3 separate regions of the Mus musculus genome follow, and regions 1 and 3 are each linked to region 2. Evidence: chromatin contacts called from public Micro-C and promoter capture Hi-C data. All regions are on one chromosome and are shown on one strand. The core of a region is the stretch at or near the end of the contact, and the rest is flanking DNA. Distances in the headings are between cores, read along the strand shown. Region 1 holds the start of Adra2c (adrenergic receptor, alpha 2c). Region 2 holds the start of Msx1 (msh homeobox 1). Region 3 holds the start of Lrpap1 (low density lipoprotein receptor-related protein associated protein 1).

Region 1 (3,849 bases), core at 288-2,787, 2.5 Mb before region 2:
GACTCTTTAACTCTCACTTCTGGCTGCTGACTCCAGAGTGGCTTCCTCTCAGTTATGCCGGGAGGTATGGTCAGCATCCCTACAGCATGTAGCCATCATCCCCAAGAGCCTAGGTCACTCAGTAGCGAGCCCTGCAGATGCCCTTGCAGGCTTCCCTTGCAGGGCTCCCAGGGCATCCCTTTGCCTAGGCAGGCATCACTTGGAAACGTGAGGCTGTGTGCAGTCAGGGCTTGGGCTAGACTACCTGTTGTCCCCTCAGCTTCTCATATGACAGCATCTCTGACTCAGGCAGGTCCACAATGCTGCCTGCAAGGGGAGAAGCCATCTCTCCAACAGTACCCGACCAGTGCCCACTTGCCCTTCCCCTCATCGTCCTCAGGCTCCCACATCCTCAGAACTAAACCAGCCTCTTCGGGGGGCACTCTCACCAAAGAAGCATCCCATCTGAAGGAGTACCCACATTCCTAAAGAGCACTCTGTCTTAGGGACCATCCACACACTGGGGACTACCTCAGTCCCTAGGGAGCATGGTCCACAAAGCTTTTTCCTAATAACTCCTCCATATCCAAAGGTGATACATGCTGTCACCTCCTCCTTTGCTTCTAGGCTGGGTTGGGGGTAGGGATGGGGGGTGGGGAAGTTCCAGGGCTTTGATGGCACTCAGTGTGGGGGTGAATATCCAGACACAAACACCATAAGGCCAGACCTCCTCTTCCTCCAATATACTGATGTTGGAGTCATCTGGGGGCTTCTATACAAACCAACTGAAGTTGTTTTGATCAGTGGCCCTTGTTGGGGCCTCTGGGTAAGAAGGACTTGTTAAAAAACCTTGGCGGTTCTTCCTCATAGTTCACATTCTCAGGTGACAGCACATGGCACTTTGCAAGCCCTGAGTTAGAAAGTGCCCAGGACAGGCATCAAGAAGTGTGTCCTGCACGGGCACAGTACTCAAGACAGGCCCATGGTCTGAAATGTTTGTCGTCTGCCTAATCCTAGTTGGACACCCCTGCCCTGAGGGTAGGTCCTGTGGGTCCTCTAGGGCTGCAGTGCCCACAAGGAGGTTGCACTATCCTCAAGGACTGCAGGGAGAAGCAGCCACCAGAGCAGGGACAAGTCCAGATGCCACAGGTCATGGCTCCAAGGTCCTCAGAATGACTTTCTGATGAGGCCTTCTGCCAGTGGATTGCCAACTCCCCTCCCTTTCCGGTCTATCTGACCTGTGTAATGAGGTCCTGGCCAGCCTTGGTGGAGAGAATGGTACTCCTTTAGTTCTAGCAGGGAAACGCTAGGTCTGGAAAGTCCAATTTATTCTCTTGGCCACATCCTCCCTGCAGACCTGGGGCTGCCTGGAGGCAGAGACCAGTGCCTCAACTCAACTCAGGCCACACGTGACAGAACCTCTGTGAAACTGACACGAGATCTCCCCAACATTTGATTTGCTCGCCCTCTCTTAAACCTACTCCCACAAAATCACGCTGCATGGGGCAGGTCAGTTTTGAGTTTGTCAAAAGCGCAGGTCTGGAGCGTCCCCTCCAGCTGTGAAAAGCGGGATCACACAGCATTAAGATTCAACTTCAACAATTGCCAACATGGGTATAGAGCTTGGGAGCTTGATCTGGGCCTCGACTGACACCGTGGTTATGATTCACGATCCCGCAGCGCTGAGAGGTACTCAGAGGAGGGAACTGAGGCTGACTGAGGAGGTGGCTCTGCAGGGGAGCAGGGACCCTAAGCTCCAAAGGAATGATGCGCACCAGCAGTGTCTCTGCCATGCTGCTACAAGCGCACTCTCCAATCAGGCCGCGGACCCCGAGCCAGCCCCTTACGAGCCGGTGTGCGCGCCCGCGCGCGCTCCGTCGCCTGTAACCGAGTGAGGTGGAGACTACGATCTTAGAAAGAGCAGGCTTCTAGAACTCACCGCTCAGGCCAGCCCGCGCTCAGCCGGGCCCCGCAGGCTGCAGTTGGCCCTGGAGGGGGCGCCCTCGCCGAGTGCGCGCCCTGCGCCGCCGCCTAGGGCTCCTCCCCGGCGCCGCCGGCAGGTTCGCCCAGGCGGCCGCGGGCTCCGGCTCCCGGCCCGCTCCCCCCGGGCCCGCGGCTCGGGCCTGCGGGGCGCCCCGCCCCGCCCCGCTGCGCCCTCCCCGCTGCGCTACTGGACTCAAGTTGGAAGCCGAGCCCGGGCGACAGCACTTGCGCCAAGCGCTCCGCGGCGGCGGAGACGCTGCACCGGCGAGCGGGGAGGGCGAGGCGGCGCCCGCACGGCCGAACGCGGACCTTGGGGGGCGCCCGCACTCGGGAGCAGCAGGAGGACCGCGGGTGTCGGCGCCCAGCCCCGCAAAGTAAAGTTGCAGGGACCCGGAAGAACGGCAACCTGCGCCCCGGCTCGCTTAGCCCCAGCCAGCCCGTTGGGAAGCAGAGTGTCCGGGCCGCCGCCTGCAGCCTGCAGCCCAGTCGGGCACCCGGACCGTGGAGCCGCTTGCGTGCACCAGCTTGGACACCGCATCTCCGTGGGCTGGCGGCCGGGACGCTCCCACTGAACCCAGGCCGAGGGCGGGGCCGCTCGAGGACCCGGGACCTACCCCCATTCCCCCCCACCGCCGCGTCGCCGCGCTCTCTGGGCACCTCCAGCTCTGCACTTACGCGCGCGGCAGCTGCGGGGAGCCCGGCAGCCACGCTCTCCGGCGCGCCGCCCGCCCGCCGGGCCACCACGGCCGAGAGCCGGCTGCGGGGCTTCGTGGCCCCCAGCCGGCGCGCCGGAGGAGCAGGCGGCGATGCGGACGCCGACCCTGGCTGTGGGGCGCCCGAGCTGCCGAGGCTGCGCCCGGGCTCCTGGCAGGACCGCGTAGCTCTCGGGAGGACCATGGCGTCCCCAGCGCTGGCCGCGGCGCTGGCGGCGGCGGCGGCTGAGGGCCCCAACGGGAGCGACGCGGGCGAATGGGGTAGCGGCGGGGGTGCCAACGCCTCGGGGACCGACTGGGTGCCACCGCCGGGCCAGTACTCCGCAGGTGCTGTGGCGGGGTTGGCAGCTGTGGTGGGTTTCCTCATCGTTTTCACCGTGGTAGGCAATGTGCTCGTGGTGATCGCTGTGTTGACCAGCCGAGCACTGCGCGCCCCGCAGAACCTCTTCCTGGTGTCTCTGGCCTCAGCTGACATCCTGGTGGCCACACTGGTCATGCCCTTTTCTCTGGCCAATGAGCTCATGGCCTACTGGTACTTCGGGCAAGTGTGGTGTGGTGTATACCTGGCACTGGACGTGCTCTTCTGCACCTCGTCCATCGTGCACCTGTGTGCCATTAGTCTGGACCGCTACTGGTCGGTGACGCAAGCGGTAGAGTACAACCTGAAGCGCACGCCGCGCCGTGTCAAGGCCACCATCGTGGCCGTGTGGCTCATCTCCGCTGTCATCTCCTTCCCGCCTCTCGTCTCGTTCTACCGCCGGCCCGACGGCGCCGCCTATCCGCAGTGCGGCCTCAACGATGAGACCTGGTACATCTTGTCCTCCTGCATAGGCTCCTTCTTCGCGCCCTGCCTCATCATGGGCCTGGTCTATGCGCGCATCTACCGCGTGGCCAAGCTGCGCACGCGTACGCTCAGCGAGAAACGCGGCCCCGCCGGCCCCGACGGCGCGTCCCCGACCACAGAGAATGGGCTGGGCAAGGCAGCGGGGGAGAACGGGCATTGCGCGCCCCCGCGCACTGAAGTGGAGCCGGATGAGAGCAGTGCGGCCGAGAGGCGGAGGCGCCGGGGCGCGCTGCGCAGAGGAGGACGGCGGCGAGAGGGTGCTGAGGGGGACACGGGCAGTGCGGACGGACCGGGACCGGGACTGGCAGCCGAGCAGGGTGCTCGGACGGC
Region 2 (4,078 bases), core at 408-2,907:
CTTTAGGCCCAGGGAGGGGCTGTCTTTTCAAAGACGTTTAATCCCCAGATAAAAATCGTTCCTCAGCATCACGCCATTGAATTTGCAACGCTATTATGTAGGGCGAAATAATCGGAGGAAACGAGGAAAACTTGGGAATTTCCCGTGCTCCTGAAATATCTTCGAGCGGGTTCGCTGGGGAAAGGAAGCCTAAGGGCCGCAAGGACCTAGGACTATCCTGGAACACGTCGCTGGCTGCTGGGTCCGCTTCAAAAGCCTGGTCCAACACATTCGGACACTATAGCAAAGTGGTTAATAGGGAGCTCTTTTGGTTGTCTTGTTGTCTCCACCACCACCACCATCCCCCCTAGTCCGCGATCGTCCCCTCTTGCTAAATCATCCACCCGCCCAAAACACCAAGTTTCTGCTTAAAATTAGATGCGCGGTGGGGCAGGAGTTTTGCAGAACTCCGGAACCCTTTGAGAGGTTCTTTAAATGGGGAGCGCGAGGTTACGGCTGTCTACCAGTAGAAAGTGAAACTCCGCAGAGCTAGGATGTACTGGCCGCTGCGCCCATCCAAGTTGAGGTGCAAAATAACTGAGTTTAGGGTCAGGTGGAGAAGCAGGGCACCCCTGGTGTCCTGACTACCGGAAGAATAAGAAGGTCCACAGACACCCGCGCGCTACAAGTGAAGTGACAGGCTCGGAGGCACTGAGCCAAGGCAAGGAGCGCGGACTAAGCTTTGCCTGCTTTAGGCCTCTAACTCTCTTCCTGGGTGGGAGTGGGAAGAGGCTCAAAGGCGGTCTTCCCGCCAACGCAACCTCTGCACGGCCTCCAGGTACCCAGTTGCAGGTACGCCGACGCCCGAGACAAGCCGGCGCCGGCGCGCGGCCTGGCGCCCTCGGGCCCCACACCCCCTCTTGGCCCCTTCGCTCTCCATCCAGGGCTGGCTACTTACTGGCTGGGGGCGGGGAGAAGCGGGGACTCTGCATCCACGGGGTCCGATCTAGTTTCTCGGGGCTTTCGGCCTTCACCAGAGCATCTTCTGGCAGCTTGAGGAGTCCTCCGACTGAGAAATGGCCGAGAGGCCGCGGCGAGGAGGGCGCATCCGGGGCGCCCAGAGACCCGGGCCGGGTGCCCAAGTGCTGCACCGAGCCACCCGCTGCCTGAGCCCCTTCGGAGGCCACCAGGACGCTCTCCTTGGCCCCGGGCTTCCTGTGATCGGCCATGAGGGCCTCCACGCTGAAGGGCAGGAGTGAAGCGGGCACTTTGGGCTTGGCCCCCTCCTCATCTGTGCCCATGGCGGTTGCGGTGGCCGCAGCAGCCCCGGGGGCTTGGCCAACGCCTCCCCCAGCAGGCTTGGCGAAGGCGGAGTCCTCCACTTTGACACCGAGTGGCAAAGAAGTCATAGCAGCAGCCGGGGCCATGCAGAGCCGGACCCCCCCTCCAGCCGCAGCTCGAGACAGCCCTGGATCATGGGTTTCGGGCAGGCTGGGAGCGCGACCGGCTTCTGCGAGCTCCTGACCGGCTTCTGCGAGCTCCTGGGTTCCTGGCCCGGCCGGCTCTCGCGCGCGAGCCTCCTGCGGCTTCCCCAGAAGGCCAACTCGAGCGAGCGGGGCCTGGATCCCTGCGCCGCTCAGGCCGAGTTCCCAGGCGCACTCGCCGGCTCCGGGTCCGCCGCCGCTCCCCTGAGAACTTGTTAATAAGGCAAGGCCAGCGTGGCAGCGGCCAATCAGAGCGCGAGGGGGCGGGTCCGGAGAGAACCATTGGGCTGTGCTCGTGCCCCGAGGCGCGCTCGGCCTGGGGGCGCTCGGGGAAGGGCCTGACCCGCACAGGCGGGACAGAGCCGGAGGTACCTGGGGAGCTTTTCCGCCTAGCTAAGTCAGGTGGGCATCGGTCCGGCTGGACCCCCACACTCCTGGATGTGGATTCTACCAAGTTCCAGAGGGACTTTTCTTTACTAGTCCTTCTCTTCTGCCAGTCGTCCTCCACCATCCTTTACCCACTTCTTCTGTTCCTCTCCATAGACTACTTTCTTTCCACAGTTTCTCTTATGGTCTGTGCTATTTCTTTCTGTCCCCTTTCCCTCTTCTGGCCCCCTTTCTCGACCACAATTCACTTACAATTTTTTTTTTCTTTTGGTGTTTGCTTTGAATGTTCATAGTTATTTGTCAGAGTAGCAAGGGATAATACTAATTTCTTTTTTTAAAAAAGCCGCCCTAAGTGTCTTATGTCTTCCAATCTTCAAAAATTTACCTCGGAGTAAAAATGGGCCTTTGTCTCCAGGGCTGGACAAAGTTAATCAAAGAAAGTACAGGTCCTGTTGGTTCTGTGGGTACGGGAACAAGTAACATGATCTGGGAAATGAGTTTGGTTCTCATGCAAACACGTACCCCCTCCCTATACGTACTTTTTCTCCAGAAAGTTACACCTCTACCAGAGAACTGCTACTAGCCAAAGAAGCCACTGGATGCCTTGGGTGAAGACCGAAATAAGACCAACAGAACCCACCAACAATCTGGCCTCAACATGACCTCAGACAATGAATCCTCAAAAACAATCACACTTCACTAACTGTGGGTCTGTCTGCTGGTGCAGAGTGGAGGCCCATTTGATGGGCCAGTAGGAAAAATAAGCAGTTCCTGGAGGTATATCTTTGGTGCAAGGCTTAAGAAGTTTTGTTTGCCCGATTTCGAAGGAAACGTGTTTTGTTTTGTTTTGTTTTGTTTTGTTTGACTGATACAAAAAGAAGGAAAGTTGGAGTGGGGACCACAGAAGACCTTGTAAACTGGGTTCGAACAGGCTGTTGGGGAGTTGGGGGGGGGGGGGCTTTTCTTTATATGGCCTCTTATCCCAGGGCCCAGGCTCGCGGCTCCGGGGGAGGTGGAGGAGGTGATTGGCGGCTCACCGGGACTGTGCATTGATGACTGCCGGGCTCTAATCTCCAGGAAACACAAGGGGCTGCCGTGGCCATTTAGGGGTAATTATCCGAGCACGGAGGGATAGCGAATTCCCTGGCCTTTTAACTGGGCGCAATAAAAAGCTGTAGATTAGGGGCGACCAGATTAAGGAAAATGAATTACTTTATTACCCAGACGGCGTCCGGGGTCTGGAGGGAGGGGTTGGGCTGCGGACGCCAGAGAGATCGGAGCCTCACATCTGCCCACAGGGCCTGGAGAAATAGGAAGGCCTGGGGCGGGTTCGGGAATACTCGCTTCTGTGAAATGTCTGGATTTCTTACGTTTCTGAGGCTGTGAGGAGGCACTGCGTAGGGCTTGGGACTCAAGCTCATTTAGGCCCAGCTGGACGCCCGCTGTACTGGGTCCCCTGAGGTTTGTTCCATGTGTATGGGAAGTAGAAGCCATACCGTCCCGTTTTAAAGCCCTGCAAACGAAAGTTAAGCGACAGTGTAGGCCAAATCCTTAGCTCGAAGCCTAGAAGGTACGGAGAACTGTAGTTTAAGAACTAATTAGGCAGTTGCTAGATCATCTCGTTCTATAGCGTCAGCCGATTTACACTCTGCGCTCGGATTAAAACAGAAATGGAAATAAATCTCCCAAATGGCTTGCTTTAGTCTAGTGTTTTTAGTACGAGGAGTGTTTTTCAAAAAGTGAGGGTTTTCAGTTATTCCACCTCGATCCCCAACTTAAAATAATTTCCTTTTGGGAGCGATCGGAGAATCCAAGTAGCTACGATCTTTTTCCCGGGAAAAAAAGTGCATAACGGCTAAAATACGTGACACGCAACTGTGTAGACAACTTCAGGGACTCGTGTACTGGCCCAGAGTCTTAATTCCTGCTTTAGGACCGAGGGGGCCTCGAACCCCAAGAATGGGGCCCCAGGGCGCACCGGGGTCTCCAGCGGAACTCACGGAGTGTGCAGCAGTCGGAGCAAAGAGGCCTAGCCTCAGGCCGGGGAGGGGGCGGCCTGAGAAGGGCTGCATCGCTAATTGCGGGGATAAACAATCTGTCACGATCCCTCAGCGCGCCTAATAGGCAGACGAGGATGTTGTTTTTAGGCGCCAGCGGCGGCCGGATCAAAGGCTGCAGCCGGCGCAGGGGCCCTTGAAGTCGCGCCCCTGCCTCCAGGGAGCAAAACG
Region 3 (3,613 bases), core at 941-3,440, 2.7 Mb before region 2:
GGTGGACTGGGAATGGGGCGAGGCAAAGAGCTCTGCCACACTTTCTCTTCCACCTCATACATGATAAACTGCAAGGATAAAACTTCTCCTGGATAGTGAAGATCACTGAGAATCCCCACAAGGCTACAACCCAGGAGAAGCCTAGGGGAGCACTTCAACTACTTAAAACAGTAGGGATGGGAGCTGATTGCACTATCGGCCTCACCCCGAAGGGCAGAAGGCCCAACCCAAATGTTTACATGAAAGATAAGAACCTGGTGCTCTCCCCCTGAGCTCAGGTGACCTAGCAGGTAGGACCCAGCTGGAAGCCTCCCTGTCTAGAAAGAAAAGCAGCAAAACTCAACCTATGTCCTCAAGGCCTAGGCTCCTTGGAAGTAGAGGGAGTAGACACAGGACATCCTGTAAGGGAAGCCACTGGAAGAACGAATGTCCCCCTCCGTTCAACAGAAAAAGTGAACGCAAATCCCCTGCAGAACTTTAGGGCTGGAGGGCTGGAATGACGTGCAGCCCAAGGCTTAGACAGGATGACGAGAGCAGCCGTCCGCACAGTGACATCAGACTGTGGACAACCAGCAGAAATATAATCTGATGCTGCCACTGATCAGTGGCCATGGTGGAGGTCCAGGAGACCACCAAGGCACAGAGTGAGGATGAAAGTCACCTGGATGTGCATGTGGAGGACTGGGGGCCACCTTCTGAGTGAAAGAGACCCCAGGATCTACGGACAGCAGACCACATTTCCCCAACAGTCTTCGACGGTACCTGCTAATGTCTTCGTGGCCCCATCCTCATCTTACTGGGTAATCCCAGGTGAAGCACACTCATCCCGTGGGCACACCCCTGGAGATGGCGGTCAGGGACAGCCAGCCTTTTACCCTAGATGGTTCCCACTGCTCCCATGCTCTTCACACAGCCACTCCCAGCTCTGCTCCCGGACCCTTCCCCCAGAAAGCTGAACTGCTTTTCCAGGCCACAGGGCTGTCCTAAACCTTTGCAGGCTGGACACTTGTCCCCCTCTTGCAGCAGTCTCTCAAAGACACTGGCTGGCCACTAAGCTGTCTGTGAGGCACCACTCCCCTTCCCCAGAAGCCAACCTCCCAACTACCTCTCCATCCAAAGTCTCCAGGGCCAAAGTTCTACACGGTTTTATTTTAAAAAATCACTTAGTTTGCAAATTATTTACTCTCCCCTCAAACTCAGGAATGTTTAAGCTGGAGGGCTAAAGGGCAACCCTCTGCAAGCTCTAGAGGAAGATAGTGTGGCTCTGAAAGAATACTTAAACAAAAGCCCAAGTCCTAGCCTAGGACTGTAATCTGGGAGGGGACCCAAGTTCCAGGCCAGCCCTCAGGCTCTGGATATCTCCATTTCAAAAGGAAGAGAGATTAGCATAGCTACTAAATCTAACTTCAGCATTCCCCAGACAGGGTGTAGTGTTTACCTATACTAAGGAATTCCAATCCCCTAAGGAACTGCTTTACCCAAATTAACCAGCTCCATTAGCAACTGGGGCTTCTGCAATCTCCATACAGTCTTATCTCAGGGCACCGTTTTTTTTTTTCTTTCATTGGAGTAAATACAGATAAAGAAAAGACTTCCAAGTCTGGCCCCATGTAGAAAGTGCCCCCCCTCCCCTCTACCTCCATCTGAATTGGCTCTTTGGAAAATTAGCTTTTTGGGCAGAGGTGTCCACAGCTAGGAAGGGTGGGTGTCACTCATTCTTTAGGGTCCCTAATTGCACTAAAGGCAACCACAGGCCCTTGACACCAGCACCAAGTTCCTTTAGGGCCTATGGGTCTCTTATTACAAGTGAGGTCAAGATGGCCCACCTGACATTTAAAGGGGGGCTGTACAAAGGGTAGGCCGTTCCCCGTCCCAGAGGTTATGTTGGCCTCTCAATCAGGGCCCTGCTCTCCTTCGCTCACACGCAGCACCTCGCCCCCATCCCCGCGCGTCTCCCTGGCCCCGCTCACCCGCTTGGCCTTCTCCCATAGCTGGTTCAGCTTCTCCATGCGGAACTCCTCCCCGGACTCGCGCTTGGCGGCCATCTCCGGCTCGTTCTTCTCTCGCGAGTACTTGCCGCCATGGCCTGCTATGGGCTGGGGCACAAGCATCAGCGGCAGCAACAACAGCACTAGCAGTTGGAGCCGGGGCAGCGTAGAGACCCTCTCTCTTCGAGGCGCCATCTTCCTCTGAAGCGCTAGCAGACTGACAGGACTGGGTCTTGTAGGACCGCCCATCTGTAGCCCCGCCCATCAACCGGTCTCCGCGAGGCCCCGCCTCCCTTCTCAATCCGATCCCGCCCACCCCAGGCCCCGCCCATATGACTGCCCACTTTTCGGTCTCTGGCTCCGCCCTGCCCAACACCAGCAAAGAGCAATTATCCCAAGGTATTTTCACGCTGGGGCTGCAAAATTCAGAGCTCACTAGCGGGGCTGTAAGGAGAAGCAGCTGGGAAAGCGCACTTATGCACCGCCCCACTCCTCGTAATCACACAAGAAGTGCGGCGGAAGATGATTTTGCCATTAAACCCGGGAGCAGCTATCTCAGCTCCGTCTTTGGGACACATCCCAGACACTTCCCCTCCGGGGTTTCTGTTTGGAAGGCTTTGTGCACTTGCCTAGTCTCTGCACCTGCAGCCCTGGAGAAAATCCAATGGACATAGTGAGGCCCAGCAAGCCTGTTGGGGACATGGCCTGGCCTGGTGACAACCTGGTGCTCGAGGAACCCAGGAGTCTGGTACAGGCACCAGCAGTTTGGGCCCAGGAGGGACAGGCAGAAGAGTCGTCTGGTAAGGATGACCAGTGTCTTAGTCAGGGTTTCTATTCCTGCACAAACATCATGATCAAGAAGCAAGTTAGGGAGGAAAGGGTTTATTCGGCTTACACTTCCATGCTGCTGTTCATCACCAAGGAAGTCAGGACTGGAACTCAAGCAGGTCAGGAAGCAGGAGCCGAGCAGAGGCCATGGAGGGATGTTCCTTACTGGCTTGCTTCCCCTGGCTTGCTCAGCCTGCTCTCTTATAGAACCAAGACTGCCAGCCCAGAGATGGTACCAATCACAAGGGGACCTCCCCACTTGATCACTAATTGAGAAAATGCCTTACAGTTGGATCTTGTGGAGGCATTTCCCCAACTGAAGCTCCTTTCTCTGTGATAACTCCAGCTGTGTCAAGTTGACACAAAACTAACCAGTACAACCAGAAAGGGTCTCCAATAGGGAGATACATGGAGGACAAGGGTAGGGGATATTTGGGGGGAGTGGTGCTTTTTTCTTTTTTTAATAGTTTTAAGCTGTATTTTGTGTTTCCACAAAAAGGGTTCAGTATATCTGGAACCCTGGTGGTTTGCAGACGTTAGCACCTGTTTTCTGAGATCTATTTTTGGTTTGGTTTGGTTAGCTCTGGTTATCCTGGCATTCACTATATAGACCAAACTAGCCTCAAACTCAGAGATTTGTATGCCTCTGCCTCCCAGATACTGGGATTAAAGGTGTGCACCACTTTGCCCGGCCTAAAATGTCTCCTTTTCAGATAGGAGAGAGGGTTTTGTTTTTGTTTGGGGGTTTTTGTTGTTATTTTGGCTTTGTCTGGTTGTTTAGATCAAACAGGATCTTA

Evidence for each region. Promoter capture Hi-C pulls out the DNA fragments that hold promoters and counts their contacts. A called contact is a pair of places that touch in the nucleus more often than the background predicts.
Region 1: a contact with region 2 is called in a Micro-C map of embryonic stem cells, with 6 times the contacts expected there. The contact joins the promoter of Adra2c here to the promoter of Msx1 in region 2. A contact is called at or near these places in 2 of 39 promoter capture datasets (both in embryonic stem cells), 3 of 484 Hi-C or Micro-C datasets (all in embryonic stem cells) and 1 of 115 datasets of contacts at active chromatin or transcription factors (embryonic stem cells).
Region 3: a promoter capture Hi-C map of embryonic stem cells shows a contact between it and region 2, with 2.9 times the contacts expected there. The contact joins the promoter of Lrpap1 here to the promoter of Msx1 in region 2.

Annotation. Positions count from the first base shown.
Region 1 is chr5:35,277,029-35,280,877 of GRCm38.p6, forward strand. It overlaps Adra2c (adrenergic receptor, alpha 2c), which reads left to right and starts at 1,538. Exons shown (of 1, transcript NM_007418.3): 1 at 1,538-3,849. The coding sequence starts at 2,858.
Region 2 is chr5:37,822,928-37,827,005 of GRCm38.p6, forward strand. It overlaps Msx1 (msh homeobox 1), which reads right to left and starts at 1,658. Exons shown (of 2, transcript NM_010835.2): 1 at 938-1,658. The coding sequence starts at 1,406. It overlaps Gm33993 (a long non-coding RNA gene), which reads left to right and starts at 2,828. Exons shown (of 6, transcript XR_868362.1): 1 at 2,828-2,959. RefSeq lists an enhancer at 2,742-4,078.
Region 3 is chr5:35,103,509-35,107,121 of GRCm38.p6, forward strand. Lrpap1 (low density lipoprotein receptor-related protein associated protein 1) reads right to left here and starts at 2,191. Exons shown (of 8, transcript NM_013587.3): 1 at 1,971-2,191. The coding sequence starts at 2,183.